3 separate regions of the Mus musculus genome follow, and all the other regions are linked to region 3. The links are chromatin contacts, called in public HiChIP or PLAC-seq maps. All regions are on one chromosome and are shown on one strand. Each heading gives the region's core, a stretch centred on a gene start, on an enhancer-like site or on the middle of the called end of the contact. The rest is flanking DNA. Distances are from core to core; before and after follow the strand shown.

The links. HiChIP or PLAC-seq counts read pairs in DNA pulled down with a chosen protein or histone mark.
Region 1: an H3K27ac HiChIP or PLAC-seq map of the HPC-7 cell line shows a contact between it and region 3, with 4 times the contacts expected there. The contact joins the enhancer-like site here to the promoter of Pcgf3 in region 3. A contact is called at or near these places in 4 of 484 Hi-C or Micro-C datasets (MC3T3-E1-derived osteoblasts, liver, myocytes and 1 more), 9 of 115 datasets of contacts at active chromatin or transcription factors (CD8 T cells, the HPC-7 cell line, the SCID.adh cell line and 4 more) and 2 of 9 other capture datasets (adipose tissue and pancreatic islet).
Region 2: an H3K4me3 HiChIP or PLAC-seq map of embryonic stem cells shows a contact between it and region 3, with 30 read pairs. The contact joins the enhancer-like site here to the promoter of Pcgf3 in region 3. A contact is called at or near these places in 1 of 484 Hi-C or Micro-C datasets (embryonic stem cells), 5 of 115 datasets of contacts at active chromatin or transcription factors (the SCID.adh cell line and embryonic stem cells) and 3 of 9 other capture datasets (adipose tissue, liver and pancreatic islet).

Annotation. Positions count from the first base shown.
Region 1 is chr5:108,500,174-108,503,581 of GRCm38.p6, forward strand. Pcgf3 (polycomb group ring finger 3) reads left to right here. Exons shown (of 11, transcript NM_172716.5): 11 at 184-3,408. The coding sequence ends at 231. Among named protein-coding and RNA genes, the nearest start is that of Pcgf3, 41 kb to the left of the region's middle. Within about 2 kb of position 1,543, at least 10 of the 459 cell types and tissues checked have an H3K27ac peak or open chromatin away from gene starts, as enhancers often do. A contact at or near this core is called in the HPC-7 cell line, where this site is marked.
Region 2 is chr5:108,517,769-108,521,238 of GRCm38.p6, forward strand. It overlaps Cplx1 (complexin 1), which reads right to left. Exons shown (of 4, transcript NM_007756.3): 4 at 786-2,558. The coding sequence ends at 2,361. Among named protein-coding and RNA genes, the nearest start is that of Cplx1, 31 kb to the right of the region's middle. Within about 2 kb of position 1,408, at least 8 of the 459 cell types and tissues checked have an H3K27ac peak or open chromatin away from gene starts, as enhancers often do. A contact at or near this core is called in embryonic stem cells, where this site is marked.
Region 3 is chr5:108,459,881-108,463,091 of GRCm38.p6, forward strand. Pcgf3 (polycomb group ring finger 3) reads left to right here and starts at 1,379. Exons shown (of 11, transcript NM_172716.5): 1 at 1,379-1,571.

The DNA of each region.
Region 1 (3,408 bases), core at 293-2,792, 40 kb after region 3:
TGTCGTGAGCCCCAAACACCACAGAGGCGATCACTGGGTCACCTGGGACCAATGATAGTTACTCCTTGCCATCCAGAACTAAATTCAGTTGTAGTATTGCCAGTCCAGTTGTGTGCCTAAGGTTTGAGTACACATTACGGGCTCCTTGCACCTCCCTCAGCCACCTTTGTTTTTGTCTTGCAGAAGGCACCCCTCCTGCTACACTACAGACCCAAGATGGACTTGCTGTAAGTTCAGCCAGACTCAGCCCACACCCAGCACTCTACATGGCAAAATGTGCTGTGGAACGTTGCCTCTGGGTGCCATGCGGACCAGATTTCTGAATAGAGAATATTTATAACTTTTGTATGAGAGAATCCACTCCCAACAAGACACTACCAGCACGCGTTTACAGAGGATGAAAACACTTCGCAGTTTGCTCGTCTCTGCTTCAGGTCCACAGGCCAGAGAAGAAGTGAAACATTAGCACGTCCCACACCACGTCTGACACGCAGCACCTCTGCTTGCTTTCCAGGGCTTGAGAATCTTGAGTTTCAGTTTAGTTCATGGATTAGGTTTCATAATAAGCCTCAAAAATATTTGTACTTTAAGTCCTTTGTAAGTTATTGAAAGTCTTTTCATGGTAAATATTTATGTTGCTTTTAGCTTCCTGAAGACTTAAGAGATATATAAAATTTTAATTTAAAGTATACCCAAAGAGGCTTGCAGCAATGCTATGACTTAGCCGCGGTGTTTAATTTCTAGGGTACTCAGAAGCCCATCCCCGAGGTTGAGTCTGAGACTGTGCATCCTGAGATGGCCTGTGTTGGTTGGGCAAGACAAGAACCCTTCCATCACTCCCCAGTGTCATGTGGCTGTAATCTGGCTCCCCCAGTAAGGCAAACTAGAGGTGGTGTGGCCAGTGCAGCACTGGCTTGTTGAAAAGTTCTTGGAAAGACAGTTTTCCTTAGAGAGGCCATCACTGAAGCTCCTGCCTTTTCCATTCTGTTTTCCTTCTGCTGGAAAAATGTAGTGGTGGCTGTGTTTGTCACTTACCAACCAGCACATGCCATCCAGTGGGGAGACTTTATAAAGACACTTAGGAGGTAGCCTCTAGCCTCCATGTTCCTGGTAGATCATGGGGTTAACATGCGTTCTTTGGGTCTTTTTCATGAAAGGTAACTGAGCGACCTGCTCACTTGAGGAAACAGCTCGCTTCAGCAGAAGTGGCTTTTTCAGTCATAGAGAGGATAGTATTTGTTAACACACACACCTTTCTCACATACAATTTATTGCTTTGTTAGGTTAGAGAATGAATAAGACACTAGCATATCCAACTTCATTCCCTCTGCAGGGGTATGAGGGCAAGAGTAAGGAGAACGGGTCCTGACCTGGGGTCCCAGGGACCTCTCAGCCTGGGTGCCCTTCCAGGTCCAGTGAGAATTGTAGGATCCTATAATCCCAGCAGTACCTCTGCTCTTGGTGAGCATATGAGATCTTAGTGTATCCCTGGGGGTCAGGCTTTCTGAGTCTTCACCTTAGCAACTGGAATATTTTCTTGAGTTTGCTTTGACAGTTGGAATTGAGTTTATCAACACCCACTTTTTCTTCTACTTCCTCTTTCACATACACAGTGTCAGAAGCAGCGATTAGTGAGACTTAATGTTGGTAAGTAAGAAAAAAAACATCCAAATTAACTCAATCTTTAATGTCTGACCTTCTAAAACAAAAGCAAGCTCTTTTTGTTTTGAATTAATCAAAATTCACCTTTCTATGTAAGCCAGTTTGGATTATTCAGTTTCCTGAGTTTGCTGTCCATTCAAATCATTTCTAGAGTTACTATACAAGGGTTTATGCGTAAATATTACCTTTCTACCTCAGAACACACGTGCTGCTGAAGCATTCTGCAAGACCGTGTTCTCACAATGCAGTTACATTAGAACTTAGGTATTTTCCCATGTGGTGAAATTAAGCAGTTACAAACCTCCAAATTCAAGTAAAGTTAATTTACAGATCAGATCAAACTTAGTATGGCTGTATAATCTCATGATATATATTTGTAACTTTGTAGCTACTTTTAGAATCACTTGACTCTGCTATGGTGCTAAGTTGATAGATCTAAGTATTCAGCGAGGTGGACATTGCAACCGATGTCTTAGCTGGGCGCCACCGCCCCAACAGCCCTGCTTCTGTCACCACGTTAACCTGTTAAACCTCAGCAGCAAAATACCTATTTTTCTAAGATTCCATCCCCGCCTGTGTGCACTGCAGACGGTCTCCTGATGCCCTTCTGCCCTTTGGTCTGACCTGTAGCCTTACCTCGCTCAGAGATGAAGCAGAGTGAGCTGGCGTCCGATGGAAGCTTCCGGGCGCCTTATTTCACTCCTGCCAAGCTCCACGTGACATCCAAGGCCGAATTTTATTTTTCCAGCATGAACACTAGGATCAGTTAGCGATTGGTCCTGTCAAGCTTTCTCAGCAGGCGGAGCTCCTGCGAAGTTGTTTTCATAGCTGCCGATGCTAGAAATCGGGTGCGGCCGGCCGGCAGCTCTGAGACCAGCCTCCCAGCACGTGGTCTCGCTCAACACCATTTTCACAAAAATAGAAAACTCAGATAGAATATATAATATTGAATTTAAGATTTGGGGGGTTAAAAAAAAGAAAACTTAACTTTATAAAATTATTTATTCTATTTTAAGCCTTCTATCATATTTTCCCATCCAATTGTTTGGTTTCCGTGGTCCAGCTTTATTTACAGGCATATAAGATAAAATTGTGAGATGTTTTGCAAGCTTCTTTTACTTTTTGTAGCCTTTGGTTTGTATGTTTTTATAGGGATGAAGAGGCATTTTTATGCTTTTGTGCAATAGGTTCCAACATGCGTTTATTAGTGTTTAAATTGTGATCTAGCATCTACTAAATTGAAAGGGAATATAGGTGGAATTTCAAAATCTGTGCGTTCAGCTATTTGGTTTTGCCTTTTTCACTGTTATTATAAGAATGCTGTTACCGGGATTATGTGCGTGCAAGAGTGAGTGTGTGTGTGTTTGCGTGTGTGTGTGTTTGCGTTTGTGTGTGTGTGTGTGTGTACGTACTTTCTATCAATATTAAAAGATAAACAGCCAGGCAGGAAGTGACGAGGTTAGCACCATCTTAGGCTTGCATCTCTGTGGGTGCACCCAAGTCCTCGAGCTAAATCTGTGACTAAGCCACCCTGGGTGTTGGGGTTTCACTGTCCCCACCTGGTAGTGCTACCCTCCACTGGCCTGCAGCTCCTGACACCTGCCCTGGCCAGCAGAGACTTGGAGGCTGGTGTGTTTCCTTTCTAAGGGCATACAGGGTGGTGTATTACAGTGCTCTGAAATGTATCATTAGATTTAATGTTCCAGTAATGAGCCAACTGAGTTCTACTTTGTATATGGATATGTT
Region 2 (3,470 bases), core at 158-2,657, 58 kb after region 3:
GCTGTCAGGAGCTCTTGAGCTTAGTTAGGCCCTGCCGGAGAACTGGTGGGTTCATTTTTAAAAAATACTTCCTGCAACACAAGGGATGCTCCCAAGGTAGCAAGAGGAGATACTACTGTACTTGGAGAAAGCATGACCCCTCTAAATCGTACCCACTTTCCCCATTTTGCTCTTCACCTCCACTCACCCCTGCATCCCCAGCAAGAGTGAGACATATGTAGCCTTTCTGCTCAGACTGGCAGGTTTTGTGGACATTCCATGTGTAGAGGAAGCCATAGGACTTCCCACCATTGCTATCTCCTACAAGAGAGGTGTCCCAGAAGGGAGACAGACAAGGACTCTTCTAGGACAAATGTGACCATAGCACCTTAGGCTGGGATGAGCATGAAGCAAAATGGGGTTGAGGTAGGGGCTGATAATGTGCCAGGGGAGAGAGCTGGCAAGACCTATGGTCACTTCTTCCCTATTCAGCAGAGTGGGCAGCCATCCCAGAAGGTGCACTAGTGTTACTGGGAACCAGGACAGCCCCTTGGGGTGGGCAGGGGAACAGGGCTGTGAAATTCCTGGTGGGCCCAAGCCGGGGAAGCAGTACAATCTGGATTCACCAGAGCCTTGAACTGTGAGAAAGAAGGTTTGTATGTTCTGGAGGCTCACTCCAGGCACTGGGGTCCTGAAGGGATCTTTGCCCTCTGGAGAATAAGAGACACCCTGTGTTTGTCCACAGTGTGAGGGAGGGCACCCCCTCCCACACCCAGGTCGAATGGTAGTCTTGGAAGGAATAGCCACACGGTGTGAAATCACTGTTTATTGGCTGTGATTCCCTCAGAGAGAAAATGTGAGGCCTCTGACATGCAGGAGGTGCAGGCACGAGGACAGACAGACAGGTAACACATGGGCTATTCTAAGCTCAGCGCCCGGTGCCCCATGCGCTAGGAACAGGATGCAGGATTGACTCAAGAGAGGGCCATCTGCTCAGAGCTGGCTTCTCAATTCATGAAAACCAGCCAGAGGCGCAGAGAATGGCCCAGGTGAGCAAGGTACTGTGGGCCGAGCATGCTTCATCTCTTTGGGCAGAGGGCATTCTGAATAGTATTGCAGTCTAATTGTTATGGCTTCTCTAAAGAGCTATGTAAGGTCATGAAGGTCAATGCTAAGCCACACACCTGGCCCAAAACTCATGGACACTTAATTCAGTTTTACTGTGGACAGGAAGGGTTATGGGAAGACCAGGCTGGCCTTTCTGTCAAGATAAAACTTACCAAATACAGACCTCATTTACCTGAGATTCAACATATTATGATGTAAATTAAACAAATATGAAGAACAATGGCTGCTGGCTGGGCAAAGGGGGAGTAGTTGGGTCATACTGCCCCTGGGCCACACACAGAACAAAACACCACAGCCCAAGCCCAGGAGCTTGCATTTACCGGCCACTGTCAGCCCTTCAGAGGAGGAATAGTGGAGAGGGTGGGACACTTGATTATGCGGCCCTCTGTCTGCTCTGCACGGGCGGGAATCACCAGAACCCAGGGCTTTTAGGAAGACGGGCATTTGGAGGGTAGGTGTCCAGGGGTAAAGCCAGGAAGATCCTAGGAGACTGCCTGCCCACATGAAGAGGACAGGAGGCCACCAGGGAGAGGTGGGATCAGGGAAAGATGGGACTCTGGAAAGTGCATTACAGACGATGTCAAGGGACTCCAAGTGTGTCTGAGACCACCCGCTCCAAATCTATTGCTGTGTTTCCTCTGGCCATGGAATTCTTAAGCCAAACCTTGCAGAGCAACAGAGAAAGAGACAGCTGGACAAAATATGCAAAGGCTGCTGGGGAAGACTAGGGTGGTAGCTCACAGACAGGAAGACAGAGCGAATGGTCCAGCAGGTCCAACAAGTCCAGAAACTGGGGCAATGGACTCAGGGAAGGGCTGGGGGCCCCAAGCACCCACTGCTCATTCCCCAAGTCCCACCCCACTATGGCTGTGCTCCTGAGTTTAGGCCCTGACTGGTAGCCACCCATCCAGGGGTGGTCAGGGCTGGCCCTCGGGGCCTGACCTTGGGCAGGCTCTGTGGGGATGGTGAACTTAAGATTAGTAAGGAGGGGTCCAACCACCCGAAGGCAAGGATGCACAGCACAGGGGCCTGAGGGTCACACCCTTGCCTGGTGGGGTCAGTGATGGCAGTATGGGGAGGGGTGGCCAGAGGCTCCCGAGGCGCGAGGGGGGACATGGGCAGGATAGATCTAGGACTATGGCTTATTTTTGCGGGGGTAGGGGGGCTGCATCTGCTCCCAACATCCCTTGTTGGGGGGAGACTCCGCGGGGGTCTGTACAGTGGGCAGGGCTCCTGGTGCTGACCCAATATCATTACTTCTTGAACATGTCCTGCAGTGGCCCAGGCAGGTACTTGATGACAGTGTCCAGGATGCTCTCATCTTCCTCCTCTGGCTCATCGCCACAGCCCGGTGGGATAGCCTTCTTGGGTCGAGTCAGGCTGCCTTCCGAGTTGGCCTCCATGGCTGCCTGAGCCTCAGCCTCACGCTCCTCCTTCTTCTTGATGCCATACTGTAAAGGAAAGGGCAGTCAAGGCGGGGCTTGCATACTTCCCTCCCCAGTCCCCAGCCTGGGTGGCACTGATGTAATACCAGAGAAGCCATGTCCTTCCTGCACTGAAGAAACCAACCAGCGTCTCTAAAAGGTGTTATTTATGGCTGAGGAAGACTCCAGCTAGGTTCCAGGCCCATCCTGCTCACCAGGGCTCCAACAGTGATCCCACTCAGGTTTTAGAAGAAACACACAGAAGATGGAACAATTAAGAGGTGCCTGAAGGACACATGGGATGTGAAAGAGAAAGAAAAAAAATCTGGGACTGCGTGGAGAGAAGTTGAAAGCGCTTACTGCTCCTCTGGAGTAACCCAAGTTTGATTTGCGGTGCCAACGTCAGGCAGTTTATAAATGTCTGTAACTCCAGCTCCAAGGAATTCAAAGCCTCGGACCACTTCAGGAACCTGTACTGACGTGCACATACCTACACCGTAGACACATGCCCTACATGTAATTATTAAAAAATAAATTTGAGGGATGCTACAAGGGAGGAACAGGAGCGGCAGGAGGGTGGAGAAAATCACAAAACATACTTTGTTTATAATGGCTTCTAACACAATGACGATTTAAAAAACAAAAATATTATATTAAAAAAAGAGGTAAATGAGACCGTAGAGGTAAGAAGAGGCTGCTCTGTAGGATGCCTTGGTGGAGACTATCCTGGGACACCTCCCCCTCCACAACACTCACTAATCCTCTTTCTCCAGCCCCTTTTACTGCAGACCAACCCTCCTGGAAGCCTGAGGGCATATAAACCCAATAAACTCACTGCTTCCCACCGCCACCCCCACACTTGTGAGGGAACACAGAGACTCCTGACATCTGCTCTGCCACCAGCCTGCCCCACCCCCACAAAGAGAGGGCATACTCCAT
Region 3 (3,211 bases), core at 129-2,628:
GGAAGACTTCAGCGCTGGAAGGTGGGGGCCTAAAGTGGGCAACAACTTTCAGGAGAAACCAGAGGTTGTGTAAAGCGAGAGTTCCCTGAAGGTATCCCTGATAGACACAGAAGCAAGGTCTGAATCCTGGACCTAGAATGACATCTGAATATGGTCTTACCTAAGGCATGACAAGCCCATGTGAAGACAAGTGGTTTAAGGGTCTAGCTGTCTGTCAAGCTAGATGACTTCCTGAGATCTGTGCCCTAAGTCCAGGCCTGCTCATGGTCTTCTCAACAGTACCTCTTTGCTACCTCTAATACCAACACCAGATCCTCCATTATTCTAGGACTCTCCCTCAACCTTCTCCCCCATCAGTAGTCTCTCTGTGATACAAAGGCTGCCAGGCTTCAGTAGAGTATATTTGCCTTCCTGGGTGCCTATTCTGTTTTCCTTTCTTTCTTTCTTTCTTTCTTTCTTTCTTTCTTTCTTTCTTTCTTTCTTTCTTTCTTTCTTTCTTTCTTTCTTTCTCTGAGACAGGGTTTCTCTGTGTAGCCCTGGCTGTCCTGGAACTCGCTTTGTAGACCAGGCTGGCCTCGAACTCAGTAATCCACCTGCCTCTGCCTCCCAAATGCTGGGATTAAAGGCGATAACCCCTTTCAACCTCATTCTTTGCATGCCCCTTCTCCCAAACACCTGCTGGTTGGCCACCTTGCTGCTTCCTTGTCCCACCGCCTGTCTAGCATACAGCTGCCACAACCACTTTGTTTCCTAAGAACAGACTTCCAGTCCAGCATGGTAGGGCATTCCTTTAGTCCCAACACTTGGGAGGCAGAGGCAGGCGGATCTATGTTAGTTCGAGACCAGTCAGGGCAACACAGAGAAACCCTTTCTCGAAAATACAAGTAAACAAACAAACAAACAAACAAACAAGAACAGACTTTCTTTTCTCAGTTTATGCCCTCTGCCAGTCACAATGCACAGTGGACAACGGACAAATTGTGGGTTTCCACGGTCCGAAAGGCCAGCATAAGGGTCTCTCTGTGTCCACAGTGATTCCAAGAAAGGACAAAAATGTAAGCAGAAGGTTTATGGGGGTAGGAAACCCGTGGTCTAGATACTCCGGTTTCGTTCCTAACTCATGCAGTTGCCTGTCAGCGCGCGTCCTGAACAACCCGGCGGAGTTTCTCCAGGTAGTGCTTCTGACCACGCCTCCTGACCCACCTCTCACCTGTGACCACACCCCCGAGCTCCACCCTGCCTGTCTCGCCGAGCCAGCTTCCTGAGTCAATTGCTGCCTGCACGCGCCTGCGCTCTCTGGCCCCTCCTGCACCCCACCCCTATAGGCTCCGCCTTTCAGAGGCCCCGCCTCTCTCGTTTGCGAGGTGGGAGCTGAGCCACACACTGCGCATGCTCCAGCCGCGGCGCCCCCGACTCCGCACTCGGCTGGGTTCGGGCATTTCCGCCTCTTTGTTTTAAACTCTGCACGGCTTTTTTCTCCTCCTCTTGGGGGGGACCCAGAGGGAGCGGCGCCCCCTCCCCCTCCCGGCGAGCCCCCGCGTGCGCCCGCTCGCCCGCCGCCCGAGACGCAGGTCAGTGAGCCCGCCCCGCCTGGCCTGGCCCGCGCGCCCGCTCCTCAGGCCGCGGGCCTCGGCCCATGGGCGGCAGAAGGCTGCGAGCCCAGCGCCCCCGGCAGGCCCGGGAGGCGGGACCCTAAAAGCCTGCGAGAAGGCCAGGACTTCTCGCAGGTCTGGACCCCGGGAGGGCAGAACCCAGGGCCATGCTGGATCCCGGAACAATCTGGACCCAGGGAGGACAGGGACCTTGGACCAGACAGAACCCGGGGAAGAGCCTGCACAAGGCTGGACCCTTGACCAGGCTAGACCGGGGTGGGCAGAATCCTAGACCAGGCAGAACAGCAGCCGAGGTGGATTCCGAGCAGTCTGGACCCCGAGAAAACAGGACCTAGGGAAGACAAGGAGCTCAGTCCGGCTAGACCTGGCACCAGGCACGATTCCAGAGAACAGGACCCCGGAAGAACAGGAGTCTGGGCCAGGCTGGATCCAGGGGGATCAGGACCGCAGACCAGGCAGGACCCAGGACCAGGCCAGAATTACTGAGGGCTACTCACTGAACAGTCCTTAGGACTGGGCAGCTCTCCCATAGTTCTGGGACCCCAGGACAGGTGGAGCCCCGACTCTTGGAATGGACACTTGGGGGAGGGTCAGTATTAGAGACCTGACAAGAGTCTAGAAAAGGTCATTGAGGAAGAATGGCTCCCAGGACCTGGCAGGACTTAGAAAATGGCAGAATCACTTAGATGGGCCAACTAATGATAGATTACAGAGGAGGGTTAAGACCCTGAGACCACCCCACAGAGGGCCAGGGTGCTGGGACAAGGCCATAGGAAGGTCAGATCTCCCAGGGACAAATCGGCTGTAGAGAGCTGGGAAATCAAGGCTGGCTCAAAGGAATCTGGACCACTGTGGCAGTCCTTTGAGCAGTTTGAGGCCCTGAGGGTGAACTGTGAGGAGAGTTCAGAATATAGATAGGCTTCAGGACAAACAGGACCAAAGGTGGGTCCCTTTAAAATGAAAGCCTTGGAGCTGAACCGTGAGGATGGTCCTCAGGGATTACTTAGATAATAGTTGGAACTTTAAGGCAGGGAGGGCCTAGGACTCTAGTAATTGACCCCCGAACTCTGCTGAAAAGACTACTAGGCATTGGGAGGTTTCGATCAGCCCAGCCACAGGGAACCTTTGCTATGAAGTGCTTACACTCCCCACAGGTCCCCTAGCTTCTTGATGTTACAGAGTGGGTGAGGCTCTCAGCACAGTTGCAAGGCAAAGTTGGAGCTCAGCTGGGCTCCAAGGACTCAGGTATCAAGGGCATGCCCTGTGCTTGCTGCTTCATGCCCCAAGCCTCCAAGTTGCCTTTCGTCTGGTCTCCCCAGCTCCTACAGGACTGTGCCTTTCCCTAGTCTTGACCCCAGGTCAGTGGCTGTACCTTCACCCTCCTTCCTCCTCTCCCAGCAGGTCTTGAGGGTGTGGTGTAGAGAGGCTAGAGGCTAGGTGTCCAGTGGGGAGGAGGCCTTCCAGGAATAGGTAGGAAGGTGAGGGCAGTGAGCAGAGAGGACTGAGGGCCTTTTGAATAGATGAACACCTAGCACCCACACTCCTGTTTCTCTCCTAGAAAGGAAAGAGTTTTTGTTTCTCTGAAATCTTCCCAGCCA